Regions from separate parts of the Mus musculus genome. Here region 2 is linked to region 1. The links are chromatin contacts, called in public promoter capture Hi-C maps. All regions are on one chromosome and are shown on one strand. The core of a region is the stretch at or near the end of the contact, and the rest is flanking DNA. Distances in the headings are between cores, read along the strand shown.

The links. Promoter capture Hi-C pulls out the DNA fragments that hold promoters and counts their contacts.
Region 2: a promoter capture Hi-C map of the HPC-7 cell line shows a contact between it and region 1, with 5 times the contacts expected there. The contact joins the promoter of Ptpn21 here to the enhancer-like site in region 1. A contact is called at or near these places in 4 of 39 promoter capture datasets (the 3T3-L1 cell line, the HPC-7 cell line, HPC-7-derived erythroid cells and 1 more) and 2 of 115 datasets of contacts at active chromatin or transcription factors (the NIH/3T3 cell line and bone marrow-derived macrophages).

What each region holds. Positions count from the first base shown.
Region 1 is chr12:98,214,495-98,217,194 of GRCm38.p6, forward strand. Galc (galactosylceramidase) reads right to left here. Exons shown (of 17, transcript NM_008079.4): 12 at 1,757-1,843. Among named protein-coding and RNA genes, the nearest start is that of Galc, 44 kb to the right of the region's middle. Within about 2 kb of position 1,322, at least 27 of the 459 cell types and tissues checked have an H3K27ac peak or open chromatin away from gene starts, as enhancers often do. A contact at or near this core is called in the HPC-7 cell line and bone marrow-derived macrophages, where this site is marked.
Region 2 is chr12:98,735,800-98,738,664 of GRCm38.p6, forward strand. It overlaps Ptpn21 (protein tyrosine phosphatase, non-receptor type 21), which reads right to left and starts at 1,606. Exons shown (of 19, transcript NM_001146199.1): 1 at 1,566-1,606.

The sequences.
Region 1 (2,700 bases), core at 72-2,571:
GACAGCCCCACGTTCAAGGACAGGTGCTGGGGAGCGGTAAAAGAAATAAGCGTGAACAGCCATTCTGTTAGGACCTCCTAAACACGTGAGGAAGACCAGAAATAAGTACCCAGGCCCTTGACAACTTTAAGGGTATTTTAGAAGTGTATAAATAATATTTTATAGAATTTCACCAGATGGGGGGTGCCAATGACAAGATACCTGAAGGTCTATCTGTCACCCTACTCTTCCATTACACTGTAAGCTCTCTAAAGCTTGGGTACATTCAATTAATGTAACTCAGCAGCCTGCTTGCTTCTTTCAGAGCCTTGCTAAAGAAAAGAACCCACAAAGCCCACAGACACCTCAAGAAACATCTTACAATAAGAAATAAAACTTAAAATCTGTTCATCGTATAGTCAGTTCAGATTTCAATTAGTAGGCTGACTCTGTGTCACAGTTAGCCTTCTTGAAGCTAACAATACACTGAGAATTAAACCACATGTTTATAAAGGTCTTGCTTAGTTCACCTCGAAGTGTGGCCCCGGGGAAATACTCCCTAGAGCATAGTCCTGTAATAAGCGTAGCCCTCTGGAGCCGTTTGAATCCCCACATAACTAATGTGGGCTTGAGCTCAAACCTCCTTTGAAACTTTAATGAGTTTTATCTACACTGAATTAAAGGGTTTAGCATCGTATCATTGCTTTAAGGGTAAATAGATGCAGAACCATGAATATCTGATGCCACATTCTGCCTCAGGATTAACAATATTCCTATGCAGGAGATCAATTTGATTATGTTATTTCTAGCAAACTATTATACAAGTACAGAGTGGCCTAATGGGCATGTAACCATTGATATTGACTAGCTAACTATAACATTAATCATTATTAAAAATCCATCAGATTAAGTCAAATAGATGATGTAATTAACCTATTTTCTGGGGCCTCTTTATTCTTGGAAATCTTTCCTGAGAAGTCACCCAGTTCCAAGCACCATAAACCCCTGGACTAAAAGCAAAATAAGGCAAATCCCCAACCTCCAGGACAGCAAAGTGGTGGGGAGCCTGTGATGAGACCCACAGAGCCCGACACTGGGCCCAGTGAGTGAGGCTTTGAAGAAACCCACACTTGAGGTGACATATCTTCACAGATATGAAGGAAATTGAGACGTTCACTCTGGGAGGAAACACCAGCTACTGAGATAAGCATCTGAAAAGGAAATCTGTTTTCTGCTTCCTGAGAGGACAGTGAGGGTCACGTGACAGGTCAGTGGGGCTCACATGGGGAATGTGAGGAAAGCTATGTGGGGAAAGCTGCTGATCCGTTCCTATTTTAGGCACCCCACTCTCTAGCATTGTGATGGCTGGCTCTGAGATTCTGACTGACTGCTGAGACCTGGGGCACTGTCCACGAATAAGGGAGACCAAACAGAAACGAGTAGCAGAGAGAAGAAAGAACAAAGCATAAGAGAAACCCACAGAGGGCAGGACTGCCTACAGTCAACTGCTGTGGGGACACAGACTGAGCGGATGGTCTCAAAGGGGGGCAGCCAGGCAATGGTGGCACAGCCACCAACATAACTAGTGTCTAAGGACAGCACAGCGGTGCACATAAAAGCTTCTCACACCTTCATCACGATTTCTGATGAAGATATGAATGCATTTTATCTCCACTGTCCCGTAGCCATAAAATCATCTTCATTTTAATTCATTGATCCAATTTGCCCCTTTTTACCGTTGTAACGTCCCAAGCATAGAAATCAATGATAAAACTACCCATAGAGTATCCAGTTGTTTAAAATGAAGTCTCTGCTGCGGAGTTCCCAGCTTGGTATACCACACCTGCAGCTCTTGTATTTCTCTCTGTGGAGAAAACACAAGAAAACATACTTGAGAGATTCATCAATTCCTGTTATTAATACCTCAAGAAAGCAATGCCCACTGTTTCCAGTCGCTGAAAAGACCACCTCTAGGTTTGGAAAACAGGACATTGTTTAAGCCAATCTTTCACGTCCTGTCACCAGGAGCAGCAAGCAGCTGCATTAACCGCCTCCAGGGACCTGTCTTTTTCTGCTTTCGTTTCACCTAAACGCGTAAGGAAAGCGGGACACAGCCTGGGGACACTGACTGGCACCAGCTTAATCACTGTAACACTCAACTGGGCATGCTCAGAAGCACCCCTGTCATCGTCCCCTTTTGAGCATGTATGTGTTCTCTGACCTTGCACTAGGTAGGTCCAGCATGAGTCTACGACCATTCCTTGTTAAACTCCCTTCCGCTGCGAATGTTCGGGAGTGTGCCTGTTTCTAACATGCTTGCCTCTAGCACTGTGCCCAGTGTCCCTGAAGAAACCTAACATGCTTCCTTTTACAGAGGAGAGCACTGTAGTCCAGAAATCGCTACTCATTTAACTCATTTAATTAACCCACTGCATTAACACCTGAGAACACTAGCGAAGATTAAACAGGTCTTAGTGCCTTCGATGCAAAACACTCATCTGCCCTCTGTAAAAACCTTGTTAAACATTTAACTATTTACTCTAAAATGTCTTTGTTTATTACTGTACTGGCTAGTTTTGTGTCAACTTGACACAGCTGGAGTTATCACAGAGAAAGGAGCTTCAGTTGAGGAAATGCCTCCATGAGCTCCAGCTGTAAGGCATTTTCTCAATTAGTGATCAAGGGGGAAAGGCCCCTTGTGGGCGGGACCATCTCTGGGCT
Region 2 (2,865 bases), core at 356-2,855, 520 kb after region 1:
AGTTAAACAAGCTTTTACCTAGGAGATACACTAATTGTGCTTCTCTAAACCTAAACAACAACGAAAGTGTAGTGTGCAAAGTATTATCTCATAAGTTGTAGATTTCAGTCTTCAAATTGTGGCAACTAAAACATTAACGTATATTTTTAAAAGTTTCATGCGTCCAAAGGGAAGACATCTGATTTATATACTGTCAAATGTGCTAGTGTCTCCACTCTAAAGATGGAACTATGCCCTTAACACAGTATACTACACTATATAGCTTAATTATTAAGTTCTGAATAGACAAACTCAAATTTCCAGTTGTCGCTGAGATTTGGAATGTTTTACAGCACTGGGGAGGAGGAAAAACCAATGTTTTCTCTTTTTATTTGGGCAACTGTTATCATTTGATTGTTAAATTTCTATGCATCTTCTCCTAAGAATGTCTGGTTTCTTGATTATTCATATAAAACCTACTGTGGAAAAACTGCTTAGTAACTTAAAATTTTATGTTTGATTAATATATCTTGATGATGCCATAACTTATGTTTCAATATTACAGCCAAGAGGTAGAAACTTAAGATACTCTGGAGAGGGTTGGTATAGGTGCCAACTACTAAATGAAATAGACTATATATAGCCTTTAAAAGAGAAAATCAGGCTAATTTCTCTATAAAATCATCCCATTATAGAATAAGAAAAGATGCATATTTAAATCCTGCTTCACGGGTTTACAGAAGATGCTCTGCACTGTTAGCGAGTCCATTTCTCATTTTTCTTAGCCATACCCCCTTCTAGAGGTTTCTCAAATTTACTTTAACTCTGAGTCTCACCAGAGACTTTAACTCGAGTCACACCTCAAGTCAGTCACCACATGTTCATGGAACTTTGCCACTATTCCTTTAACGTTAAATATTCACTAAAAAAGAGAGCCTAACATTTTTAGAACGCCTATATCTTAGTGCCTTAAATCAATCCTGTTTCTCACAGAACATTTGTGCATATAACCAAATGGCCTACAAACAAAACAACTATTTCCAGTGTGGAACTGTTGTCTTGTCCAAAACTTAAAAAGAAAGAGAAAAGAAAACATGGGTCAGTAACTATTAGACATACTGCAGTGGTTCCTTGGAGCTCATAAAGATTCAGAAGGTTTTTACTAACATTCTTTATAATCATAAGGCTTTCTCGGCCGCGGCGGCTGGGGATAGGACAAGCATGCTCAGAGCAGCCAATCTAAACAGGGTTTACAGAAATCACAAGTCGGAATTTGCAGATCCAAGAATTCTTCCTCCAGGAGTAAAGACGCTTTGCTCCAAAACCGAAACAAGGAGTTGCCAAACAGACTTTCCTTTATGCCCCTTGTTGCCAAAGTTATACGGCAACCTTCATACTCCACATATTCCGAGAGTCACAAATATGCCCAAGATTTCAAACCCCGATCCAGAACTAAGCCTCAACTATCCGCGGAGGAGTCCGGAATAGAAGTTCCAGACTCTTTTTAGAAATGACTAGGAGATCAGAGCGAGCAAGGGAAGACTTCGCTCTTTGTTACGCCCCTGCCCGAGTCCCCCGCGCCTCACCTGCTCCGGCTCCCGCCGGGTCGGGGCCGCGCTCCGGCTCTGCGTCCCGCCTCCCTGGGCTCCGCGCCTTCGCAGCCGCCGCAGCCTCTGCTGCTCGGTCGCCCGCGCCCCAGGCCCGCGCGCCGACCGCACGCCTTGCCCGCACTGGCCGGGCCGCGGCGGCACTCTCTGGGGGAGCTCGGGGGCCGGGGCCGGAGCTGCGGGGCCCGCGTCCCTCCCCTAGGGCCGGGCGCGCGGATCCGGGGAGGCGGCGGCGCGTGACCTCAGAGAGTTGGAATGCGGGCGGCAGGGCGCGGGGGAGGCCGGACAGCTGCGGCCGGCCACCGGGGAGGGGGCGCGCCGCTGCTGTTTTTAACCGTGTGACCAGTTATTTTAAGTTTCCAAATAAAGCAGAGCTTTGAAGAAGAAGAAAAAAGGGAGGTGAAGAGGAGGTTATTTTGAGTCCAGGTAGAAAGGGCTTGGTTGCATTATTAGGTGGTGGTCTGTAAAGAAACTGGGGTTGTTGGAGTACTCTTGAACATTGCTGAAGACAGTTCAAGACTTTCTACACGCCCCCTACCCTACCCGCTTTAAGTGCCTGCTCCTCCCATCAAGCACACACTGCTCCTCTGTAGGAACTCTGAACTTGGAGAGAAGTGGAAAGCTGACCCAAATGGGCAGCAGGCTGGAGGTGCTGCTCCCCAGAATCCACTAGGGAGCAGAGGGATAAGAGTTCTAGAAATAAGGAAGCCCAGGGAAGCCACTCTAGATCTCCCCTTTATGTGTAATAGCTTAGCTTTACCTTGGAGAACCACTGGGAAGGACTACTGCCAAGGAGTAACCATGGAAGTAGCTCAGAGAGAACTGAGAGGAGCTGCCCTCAGCGGGACTCCAGTGCTTATTATTATACTGTATTCTTGCTAAACCACACCGCGAGCACCTGGCTTCATCTCCTCAGAGTTCTTCCTCTTCGCACTACTCCCATGGTTACTCTCCCTCGGGTTTGTCAGTCCTTCCCAGTGTTCGCCCAAGGTGAAGTTCAGCTACTAGACCTCTATGTGTGGTCTAGAGTGCGTCCTTGGCCACTCTAATTACCTTCTCTCCAGCATGCCCACTGTCCCCAACAAAGAGGGGGCAGCGCCACCAGACCCCTTTCCATTTATGTCAACCCTCCACGCCTCTCCGACTCAATTTAGGGCTCTACTTCCAAGATTAAAAAAAAGTTCTAGCCACGCCGTGGCTGCCGCACTTGGCAGGAATATTATAAATTGTTTCGTAGAGGCTTCATTTATACCTCTTAGAATTCCGAGGGCAGTTCTGG